Regions from separate parts of the Aedes aegypti genome. Here region 2 is linked to region 1. Evidence: chromatin contacts called from public Hi-C data. All regions are on one chromosome and are shown on one strand. The core of a region is the stretch at or near the end of the contact, and the rest is flanking DNA. Distances in the headings are between cores, read along the strand shown.

The links. A called contact is a pair of places that touch in the nucleus more often than the background predicts.
Region 2: a contact with region 1 is called in a Hi-C map of whole pupa, with 4 times the contacts expected there. The contact joins the enhancer-like site here to the promoter of LOC5565476 in region 1. A contact is called at or near these places in 2 of 2 Hi-C or Micro-C datasets (whole body and whole pupa).

What each region holds. Positions count from the first base shown.
Region 1 is chr3:146,565,590-146,571,054 of AaegL5.0, forward strand. It overlaps LOC5565476 (zinc finger protein squeeze), which reads left to right and starts at 2,694. Exons shown (of 5, transcript XM_021849351.1): 1 at 2,694-2,890; 2 at 3,595-4,462. The coding sequence starts at 4,076.
Region 2 is chr3:146,642,208-146,647,672 of AaegL5.0, forward strand. All of the region lies in intron 3 of LOC5565476 (zinc finger protein squeeze), which reads left to right. Among protein-coding and RNA genes, the nearest start is that of LOC5571566, 54 kb to the right of the region's middle. Within about 2 kb of position 2,069, at least 2 of the 3 cell types and tissues checked have open chromatin away from gene starts, as enhancers often do.

The DNA.
Region 1 (5,465 bases), core at 1,444-3,943:
CACCTAAAACAGTTCCGGGAGAGAACGTTGATTCGCAACACCTTGTCGCGGACGGTTGTGGACATCCGTTGGAATGCCGAGCAGTGGTAAAGCAGGTGGGTTTCCGAGCATACTACACAGCGTCGCACTGCTGACTGAGCTATATTGTAGCTGGAGTGTAGGTTGGATAGTTTCCTCTTCAACATAAGTTCTGGCTTTAAATGGGACGATTTTGTAGGTAGGGATCCCAGAACCTCGACTCTACGTTGGAGGAATGCAGATCTTTAACGCTGTCCAAGTAACCATAAGCACTAATAATAAGCCCTTAATCAGCATCATAGATGCGTACATGCATTATAATAGCACCACAAATGCTTACACACCTTATAACAGCACTTCCGCAGCATATAAACCCTATTACAGCATAATTAATGCTTCTAAGCCTGATGCAGACAAACATTAAATAAGCACTATATTGGCTTTATATTCGAATACAGGGCATGTTCAAATTCCATCCAGTGTTTTGACAGATATACCACGTGCTTTGTGTTTGCATATAGTGGTAAGAGGAAGTCAAACATAAATCTTCTCACTACTACAATTGCAGGTTTTATGACGGAGAAAAGTGATGGTTTAAATTGGTCACTTTTCTTTCCAATACTATTCATCTTATGTGGCCGTAGGAGCAAAGGAGCAGGACAACAACTCAACAATACGGGTGTCGCAGGTTCGAGACGCAAAATGAGGAATTTCATCATCATAAAACAAGGATCAAAATGTGGCAATTGCAAGTCCTCAAAAAGATGAAAACACTACCAAAACGAATATGTCTAATACGGAGAAGTATTATCTGTATCATTTTATTACATTTTTTGCATACTATTAGATGTTTCCGGTTTCATTCATTCATTTATTTACCTCGTGTACCAGTTGCTTGGCCGCATACGCGAAAGCTCTCTGGCTGCGTACGCGAAAGCACAAAATATTCGCCCTAAAAACCTGACGAAAACAACTGACGTTTCTCACGTGGTCTTATATCAGCATTAGTGGTGCAGAGAAGCACGGTTATATCTTGGCACTATAATGGCATGCTATTTCGCCTTTTCTGGCATTATAATAGCATTATATGCGTATATAAAACTGACATGCATCAAATGATTACCCCATATGCGCATATAATGCTGTTATCGTGCCGCATTATCGTGCTTACTGGTTACTTGGGTTTCCTGCTCCTTCGTCGATGAAAATTCCTCCTAATTTCTCCTTGTGGCTGGATCTAGACGAACGAACAGGACATCCATAAGCGGCAGATTGTAATCGGCGGGTTGAACTAACTGATCCAAGGTTTGAATGGTTCGTTCAAATCCTTCCAACAGAAATTGGAAATCGGGAGCCGACTCCTTAGTCAGATTCGGGAGTTTGAAGAGTGCTTGCACCTGCCTCCGCTTCAACTGCTTGCTGTCGTTGTATCGCTAGGTGAGTGATCTGATAGTTGGCTCTTGTTATTGCCAGAGCCTTCGCTTCGCCGCACCCTTTCAGATAATGGATTTTTTCACATGTGGTTAGTGCGACTTCCAGTGTATGAGTGACGTATACAAGTCGCAGAAGCTCAGCCACTCGTCAATGTTGCCGTCGAAAGTCTGCAACTTGATTTGCGGCAATTGCACGTGCTCCATGGTCGGCTGTTGCGATGTATCAAGACTGTGAATGAATTGGTTAAAGTAGGGGGTTTCTCCAGTTCCTTTATTTTGTCCAGCAGCAATGCATTCATATCATAATACTTGCAGCCGAACTCGGATCGCTGAGTGGAGCAGATCTCATCCTCCTCGGTGAAGTCCTAGTGGGTCTTGATGCCCAGGATCAAATCGTTCACCTTCTCCCACAATTCATCAAATTTTTCTAGTCGCACCATTACCTGACTTGTCACTACACTCAACTTATCGACAAACCAAAAGATGTCCTGGAACATGTTGAGGAGTGACCTCCTGTGCTTCCAGGGAAGCTCCTCCGGGACTTCCAAGGAAGCTCCTGCGGGACTTCCAGGGAAGCTCCTCCGGGGCTTGCAAGTGCTAAAACGAATGTAGTATTTTTTTTTTAACATAGCGTGTGATAAAAAATTTTAATTATTGACTTTCTGATCACCCCTAATCTAACAATCCCGGTACTATCTGAGCAAACATATGCAGTAATAGAAAGCATACGTTTGTGACGGCCTCTCTTCCACACATGGAGGCCTTCGTTCGGTTGGTCGGTCAAATCGCTCCTCTCCGCTACTGTCTGATGGTTAGACTGAGTGATGCATGTATGATCAGTTTTTTATTTCAGCAGCACTCTCTCCTTCTCTCCCCTATGTTTTTTTAAACCATAATCACACACTATCACCAACCACTTCTCGCACACTCGCTCGTTCACTCACTAACTCCGTTCTCCCATCCATGCGTTTTCAAACCGCTCGTAGAGTTCTGTGTTGTTGCTGCGTTGCTTGCTGCCGTTTCTGCTGCTTCTACTCAACTCAACTCAACTCGCTATGCATACATGTAGGTATAGAGGAGTTTTTAGAAATAAAAATGTATGTACACAAAAATGACGCGCGCCTGAGTGTGTTTTGTGGGACCGACCGACCGATCGCCGACTGAACTGATGATGAGAGAGAACGCGCGCGCGAGAGAGAGGACTGGCAGGCAGGCAGACAGACGAGACAGGGCGAACTTCTACTACAAGCAGCACACGCAGCAGAGCGCACAAAACCGAACCGGGGAAGATTATAATGCTAAAAAGTTTGAGGACCAAAAACTTTTTCTAAAACCAGTCGAGTTTTTGCCTTGCGCTGATTAACACACATTTTCGGGGCCCCTTGGCGCGTAGAAGCAGCTATAGCCTAGCGTAGAGCCTTCCTTCTCTGCTTACGACGGTGCGTCGACGGCAAGCAAAAGTGTGTTCGGGGTTTGGAGTTTTTCGCGCCGCGATCCCTCCAATCACTCGTGGTGGTTCTATTTGAAGAGATTTTTTTGGTGGAGATTTTTTTTTTGTGATTCGTGTTTACCGATCGTCATCGTCAGTGACAGCATAAAAAGTGTTCTTAGCAATTGACTTAGAAGGGGGTGGCAAGTGCATTGGTTAATAACAGTTTGGCGCTTATTGGAAAACGCGCGCGCCTTTCGAAAGACGGTTTTTGCGTCATGCGAATGACATTATTTTCGGCGGAAGAGTTATCAAGAGATTCTATGCGCTTGGTTGGGTTTTGAATAACCCGGAATAGAACACCGACGACCTGCACGAGAACGGAGCTGCGGTGACGAGGAGCGCTTTCCGTCCGTTTCGAAGAGTCGTTCGCCCGCACCCGCGTGTTGCAGCAGAGCTTCGTTTTTTTGGGTTCGTTTTTTGAGTCATCGGTCTCTGTTGTTATGCGAATTATTTTTTCGCTATATACCACATAAAACAGAGGCGTCCTGCTCTCCACCCCCGCGCATCATCGAACGCGTCCGTCCGCCACTTTGGGACCGTTGTCGTAAAATTCTTCGTACGTGAGAGCTTGCGGCGGCAAAGGTTTTTTTTTTCGTTTTTTTGAAAGCAATTTTTGCCCCTTTTTCCGCTGTCTATCGCCGTCGAGAGAAGAGAACCCAAAACAACTGAGAAAATCCAGACATCTGAAGGGAAAAACGTGAAAGAAACGTCTGCGTAGTGTGAGTGATACGAAAAAGTGCTGGAAAAACGATTTGCATGGTTTATCGACCGAAAGGAAAATAAACAAAAGAAAAAATAAACTTCAAAGTGATAAGACCGGAAGTAAACAGTAAACGTGGGTGATCTATATGTGAAGCGCGTACAGTGACGGTGTGGTGTCCTCGAGTAGTTGAATGTGGTTCGTGAATACCGAAGTCGTGCCTTACCGTGCAGTTCTGTGACCGTTTGTTGGGTCACGCTACAATCCGCCAACATTGATCTTTTTTCGTCGCAACCCGTCCCCGGAAACGGCTCCAAGATTCTCTCCCTACAACATCACCACCACCCCCATCATCCCTCGGCCGGCACCCTGGAGGGTCGAACGATCGAATATCGGCCCGGCGGCGGGTTGGACTACCACAACTCGCCGCTGATGGCCGAAATCCCGACCGGTGACTACAGTCACATCCACCGTTCCATCGACCAGCTGCGGTCGATGAACGAACGTGGAATGCTTGGTCAGCTGAATGCCCTGACGGCCGGCAACTCGACAGACCTGCGATCGGCCATCGCCGTCCACGAGTACAAACCGTACATCAGCGATTTGCGACAGCAGCAAAATATCGAACGAATCGACTATGCCGCCGTGGTGCACAAACAGGCCCTGGACGAACAGCACCGGATAGCCGCCAACAACAACAACAATTCGGACAACGATCTACGCCACCAGGAGGATCAGAAGCCGGTGCTGCATTACAGTGCGCCTTCGACGCCGCCGACGCCACTGTCCATCAGCGAGACGCAGATGCACGAGTCCAAGGTAGGTCCCATTTGAATGTGTTTCGAGCTGTGCTTCTTCCAGGCGAGGTGTGAAGAAGAACCTCGGTCCCCAAAACGAACCTCTATTCTTTTCTATTCGATTTGCATACACACGGACACGTTCTCGATTGCCTAACGGGCAGTTTGCGCAAAGGGATAAGCTCGGCGAATACCGTAAGGTCCTTGCCACTCTGGTTTCAATCTACGACCATCACCGTCTAAAAGAAACGAGACGATCTTATAGGATTTTCTGATTATCTTTTTGGTCTTTTCCGGGGTAAACCGGTTTGTGGGAAAAATGGGTCCCAAACACTGCTGTGAAAGCAACCTTGAAGGGAATATTAGTTCTTCGTTTAAGAGATTCCAAATTTGCTATCGTGCTGTCTCAACAGACTTTCTAACTCATGATGCAGACACAAAAGCTTAAATTAATTTGAATAAAAATACAAGAAAACCATGTTTTTAACGCAAACTCGACTTAGCCTATATATTCCAGTATAAAAACTTTGAAGTAATAAGCGAAAAATTTTCTATCAGTAAAAACTAGATATACTTGAGCTCCGGGAAGACTTAATTCCCCCGATTTTTTGAACTAAAAACAGTTTATTCCAATTAATTTTGCGCAATATTCGTCTCTCTGTAAGACAAGATGAGAGCTTATAACTCATCCGATGTAACAACGAATCATATTTTGAAAGGAGTTTCACTCTAATACAAATTAACAAAGATTTTTGGAACGGCTATGAACGGCGTTTATTTTTCAGAAAAATCTCTGATTTTCACAATTTGGAGGATTTAATATGAAAATCGAACGCGCAATCTGAAACTATCTTGAGAATAAAAATTTAGAATATGTTTCTGCTCAGTATGATTTGTTTTAAAATATATAGGTTGGGTACTTTCTTTCCCGCAACTTATATACAGACATTGTATTTGTGGTGCAAAACATGTTTATTCCAGGGCTTGTAATGAGTCACTTTTTAGTGATCTGTAGAATTCCGGCG
Region 2 (5,465 bases), core at 819-3,318, 76 kb after region 1:
GGAAAGCTTAATTGTTATCCAATTATATTTTTTTAATGTGATCCAATGACCATCAAGAATCTGGCTGAAAAACAAACACATTTCAGTTATAACCATTCTATGTTTTGTTACATTCAAAGTTTTGTTAGTCTCAAAGTTAAAATTAGATGCCTCGCGATTTGTCGGAGCTTTATTTTGTTCCTTTTTTTATTCCGATGACCCTAGAGGGATCGGTTCTGCTTAAAAATCGCAGAGCAGAAAATTACTCCCCTACTTTTTGTTTCAACCACTACATTAACATATTTCTTCTTTTGTTTAGTTACACGTTAATCGTACCCACGCGACATTTTATTTATTTATTTATTTTTTTTTCGTTCCGATGACCCTGGAGGGATCGGATCTGCTTTTAATGATTACTGAGCAGATAACCAGAGCTTACACTACTTTCATAAAAACGGTTGATAGTACTATTCGATGCCAAATAATCTATACGGTAAATAAAACACATGTTTTCTTTTTTGAATGCCGGCATTCAAAAGATTAAAACTTAAAAAAATAAACAACAAATGCCCTCGGTCTATCGCCAGCTTTTCAGGCGAATCCTGACAATATACCTATCCCAACCTCCACCTCCGTAGCACTTATGAGGGCGTCGCTGAGTCGGTGGCCTCTCATTAAGTAAGTGCTACATCAACATTTCCTTCCCCTATCCCAAGTTACGGTAAAGATGGGCGTGGCCGGGAATAGCGATGTTAATGCTATTGGTATTCTTCTTCATGATTGGATCAAGGTTCACTCCCCAGCCTTGTTCCTAAAAGCAATCTGGATTAGATTATCAAAAATAAACATTAATATTGCTAGTATCCAATCTACGAAGTATACCGTAACTACGCTAACGCTAACGCTAACGCTAACGCTAACGCTAAATCGTTTTCAATTGATTTCGAAGCACGATCAAGCAAATGGAGAAAAAGATCGCATCTTTATTTGTCCATGATCGGTAATGATTCCCAAGTTGTAACATGCTTGATAAATAGCAGAAGCAAAAGAGAGCCTTAAAGACAGAGAGAGCGATGATAAAACCCGTTTTTAAGCCAGCTTGTTTAAATGGGTTCTATCATGCTCTGCTATCCCTCGATATAATTAGAGCTGTAGCAGTATACGATAAACAGACTCTCATGATATATAACAGATCATGATTATTACAGAGAGCAAAGAAGTCAAAAATCCCTCCACTGGAAGTCCAGAAACGATATACTTTAAAATATCCACAAATACAGAGAATCTATTGTATGTTGATCCGTTGAATCTGTTGTATGCTCCTGTGAAGCGATCAACGAAATCGGGATCGTGTTCGGTTCGCGTAGTAACTACACTATCGGTATCGGTCTTACATGTATATGCTCACGTTTTCGAACAAACCCTTTCCAAACTCCCAGTGTTTTCTTGTGGAAGTGAAGAGGACTCCTCAACTTCCACAAAGCAAGTATCACGTCAACATTTCTCTCTCATCCCCAAATTGACCTGCATTCGGATGAAGCCGGCGCCGTTATTATTTGTTATAATAACGAGAGCATCAGTACATACGCATTGAGAATGCTACTGATCCTAAGTAGCGTCTGTGAGTTCCCTGTGCAAGTACAGCTATTCTTAAAATAACGGAGTAGCAACTGCGGGCGGTTAGTCATGCTCATGCTCATATTTTTTTAAATAAAATCTTCAATATTTGTGGTACCCAAAGTGACGCATTCTACACCACACATCCCCGCAATCTACTCGGCGTCCAACACAAACAAAATATCGAAAACGAGAAGAAAAAACTAACGCCAACATTAGAGCAGCACTCTACCTTCCCTATGGCTTTTGGTAGACGCCCGAAAAACAGAAGAGATGGAAAAAAACCTCAGTATGTAGGTACTGGATTGGAGCGGGCGGTTTTGCAAAAAAGCGAATGCAATTTTTCGTATGTTTTATTGTTATTGTTATTATTTTTTTGTGCTGGCGATTCGCCGCATATCAGATTTTGTTATTTTTATACCGTTCACATTCGCGTTCGCAGGCTAATCCTATACACGGGAATGGGTGTATGGTTGTTCGATAGTCGGTGGTATTAGAGAGCGAAAGGGATTTTATGCGAATGTAGGAAACGGCGATAGAAGTGGTCGCTGTTCTTGTGAGGCGGAGTCAGGGTTGTGTTGAAGGGGGCTTTATTGTCTTTGAAAATAAAAACAAAAATTGGCTCATTTTTTTTGGTTTTGATTATAATTTCGGTCGTAATATAAGTCGGAAAGGATAATTTAGACAAGGGAGGAAAGTCATGTAATGCATTATTTAGACACATTTATCTTACTATTTCATGACGACCATTTTCATAACAATTACAAATTGACTGCAAAAATATAAAAAATGTGAATTGCATCAACAGAACATCTGTGATACCTACGAATGCAAGAGCATGTAGGGTGCAGAACCACTTCACTTTGACATGGGGTGTTTTTCTCAGCCGAATTGTTTGAAACTTTGTAATAAGCAGCGTATGACGAATTTTGTGGTTATGTAGCTTTCTCCGGCTCCCTACAATGTACATTTCAAGAACATAGGGGAACTTACGTATTCTCGGCAGTCTAAGCTGAAGCCACTCTTTTTTTGTTATTGTCTCGGACATGCGCACACATATTACGTGTCTATCTATTTACAATTATGCGCTTCTCAATCCTCTATTGATTCACACCGACAGACATGTGAAAAACTTCTTGGAAACGTTTTTACAACGCTTGGAACATCTCATGTCAGTGTGCCCATTGTCGGCAGCCTCGTTCTCTTCGGAAGCCTTTCCCATAATAACTGCTGGTAAATTTGTTCGGCAACTTCAAATTAGCCGCATTTTGAGGCGTAGAGTAAGGTGGGGCAAAAGCTCGACCTTAGTGGTATAATCAAAGTTTCCAGGAAAACAATAGCAGTTAAAACAAAACAAATACCATACAGTGAACCGTCAACATATTGGCTATAATTTTGCTGAACATACTTGGGTCAAAATATTTACCCATTTTTAGTTATAACAGTTTCAAAATTAATTGTCTTATTCGAACTTTTGCCCCACCGGTGGGGCAAGAGTTCGAATCTAGTGTGGGGCAAAAGTCCGCTGGCTAAAACATAAAATATCGATCCTTTTATGATAGGCATACTTTACACCAGCCGTGAACTTAAGTTTGACGAAAAATACACACTAAATTTTCATCAAAAAATTGCCCAAAAGTGGGTTAATTGTAATATACTCAAAAATAGCAGTTTTTCACAAAACTATGTGAAAATGTAAAATTTTGGTGACAATTTTCACACAATCAGACAAATTTAACTGAATTTGAAGAAAATTTGTGGGTTTTAGGCAATTTGCAAATTTTTCCGTGATTTTATACATGGGTCGAACTTTTGCCCCGCTGATTCGAACTTTTGCCCCACTATGGGCCAAAAATTGTTTTCAAGCATCTATGCAAAAACTAATACACCTCAAAGCAACCTTATGATAGGCTTAGAAACGCCCTTACATAAAATATTGAAAAAGATTTTATCTTAAATTGATTCCATGCAACGAAAGTTTGACCAAACATTACAATATTCACGTCGAAAAACAACAAATAGTTATAACTTTTCCAAATCTCAATCGATTTTTATGATATTTGGATTGAAAGTCTCTTACTTGAATAGAATTCGAACCACCATGACATTTATAAGATTTGTTTTGAATTGAGCGAGAAATCTGAAAAAGAAACTCTTACCCCACTCGAACTTTTGCCCCACTTTACTCTATTTGTCTTTGATTTCACGGCTTCTCTGGCGAAATTGTTTATTCGGTCTTGGAAATCTCGAAACCAAACTTTTGACCTATGACTTGAATGACTGGTTCATTGATTTTGAATTCCAGATTTATCGGCCATAATTTCTTGAGTGCTCTTCACATGATAGAAAATTTTGATCGATCTAATGCTGAGAAAATTAGCCTTGTTTTTCAGTGTCTATCGAATTTCGCCATAGAGAGTTTCATTTGGACATGTAATCACAGAGATATAGAGAAAACACTTTGGTATGTTTTTCTTCTGGGGGTGAACCCAAACTTTTGCTCGGGAGTGTATCTATAGGTAATTTGACAAAGAGTCCAGAAATGGTCGCCATAATGGCTGTTTAGATTCCATCTTATATTTTCACGAACATAGTTTGCGGGGTTCACGAAAAGCTTCTCGTTGTAAGTGCACTTCGTAATCATGTTGAATAGTATTTTCAGCTCTAAGTGACTTGTGGGTCACGCAAACCATTACTTTTGGAAATGCAAGTATGTATCCGAGTGATGTGTGATATAGGTGAGCATTGTGCGTACACTTAACTAAAAAGAGGTCTAGACAGCAACTAAGGGCCCTCCACAACTCATCAAAAATTCTTCATAAACCTTGTCAGAAATTCGAATCGACAATCCTCCCAGACATGAGATCTACTCAGATCAATTTGAGAGATATGTGATTGAAAATCCTCCAAAAGTGATGGCGAAACCCGTTCAGAATCTGTAGTGATCGATCTTTGGTAACTTTGAGAGGATTTTCGGAATAGAATAAGATTCGCCCAAGAACTTTCCAAGTTTTTTTTTTTAAGATCTCGCTAGGAAGCAGAAAAACTTCATTGGTGAACTTTGTCAAAAGTTGAGAAAAAATACGCCAGGAAGTTTCCATGGTTATCCCATGGTTATCGTATTAGGAAGATTTTCAAAGTTTAACTTTGCAATAAAATGAACAAATACTCGAGTTGTAAGAATTTTGACATCATTTTCAGATTCGGCGGACCCAAATTCAGTAAATACGGAAAATTTTTATTCTTAAACTTGCTTTGTCATATGGTGATCAACATCGCCCCGGTGTGTCATTTCAATTTTTTGATATTAACACTTTTTTATCATATGTTAGATATCACTTCATGAATAGTCGATTACATAAACTGATAAAGATTAATGGAGTACTGATTTTGTCGATTTTTTTTTTACAATCTTGGGATTCCCAAGGGTAACACAACAAAAAGTTGTAAAATAGTGATCAATTTACCCCTGGATTACGGTACACGAATTCCACAACCACTCTGTACTCTACTCTGTTATTATGCCCATAATATTTACTGCAAGAAAAGCCGAGCAGAAGAGACGGTATATCAACCTAGAAATTCTCTTACCAATTTTTGCCAGAGTTCTTCCATTGAAGCTTTGCAAACGGAATTCCTTAAAGCCTTTCATGAATGCCTTTAAAAATTGTTGTAGAAGTTAAGCCGAAAATTCATCTGTAAATTCGTAAAACACTTTTCAAAAACACGTTCAGTAATTCCACCTGAAACATGTCTGCTAGTTTTCTTACAATTCTTCTAGAAGTTACGCGTAGAATAGAACTTTGTATAAAAAACTGAACAGTGCTGTAAACATTCGACACTTTGCGCGACGTTCGTTTCGTTGCCAT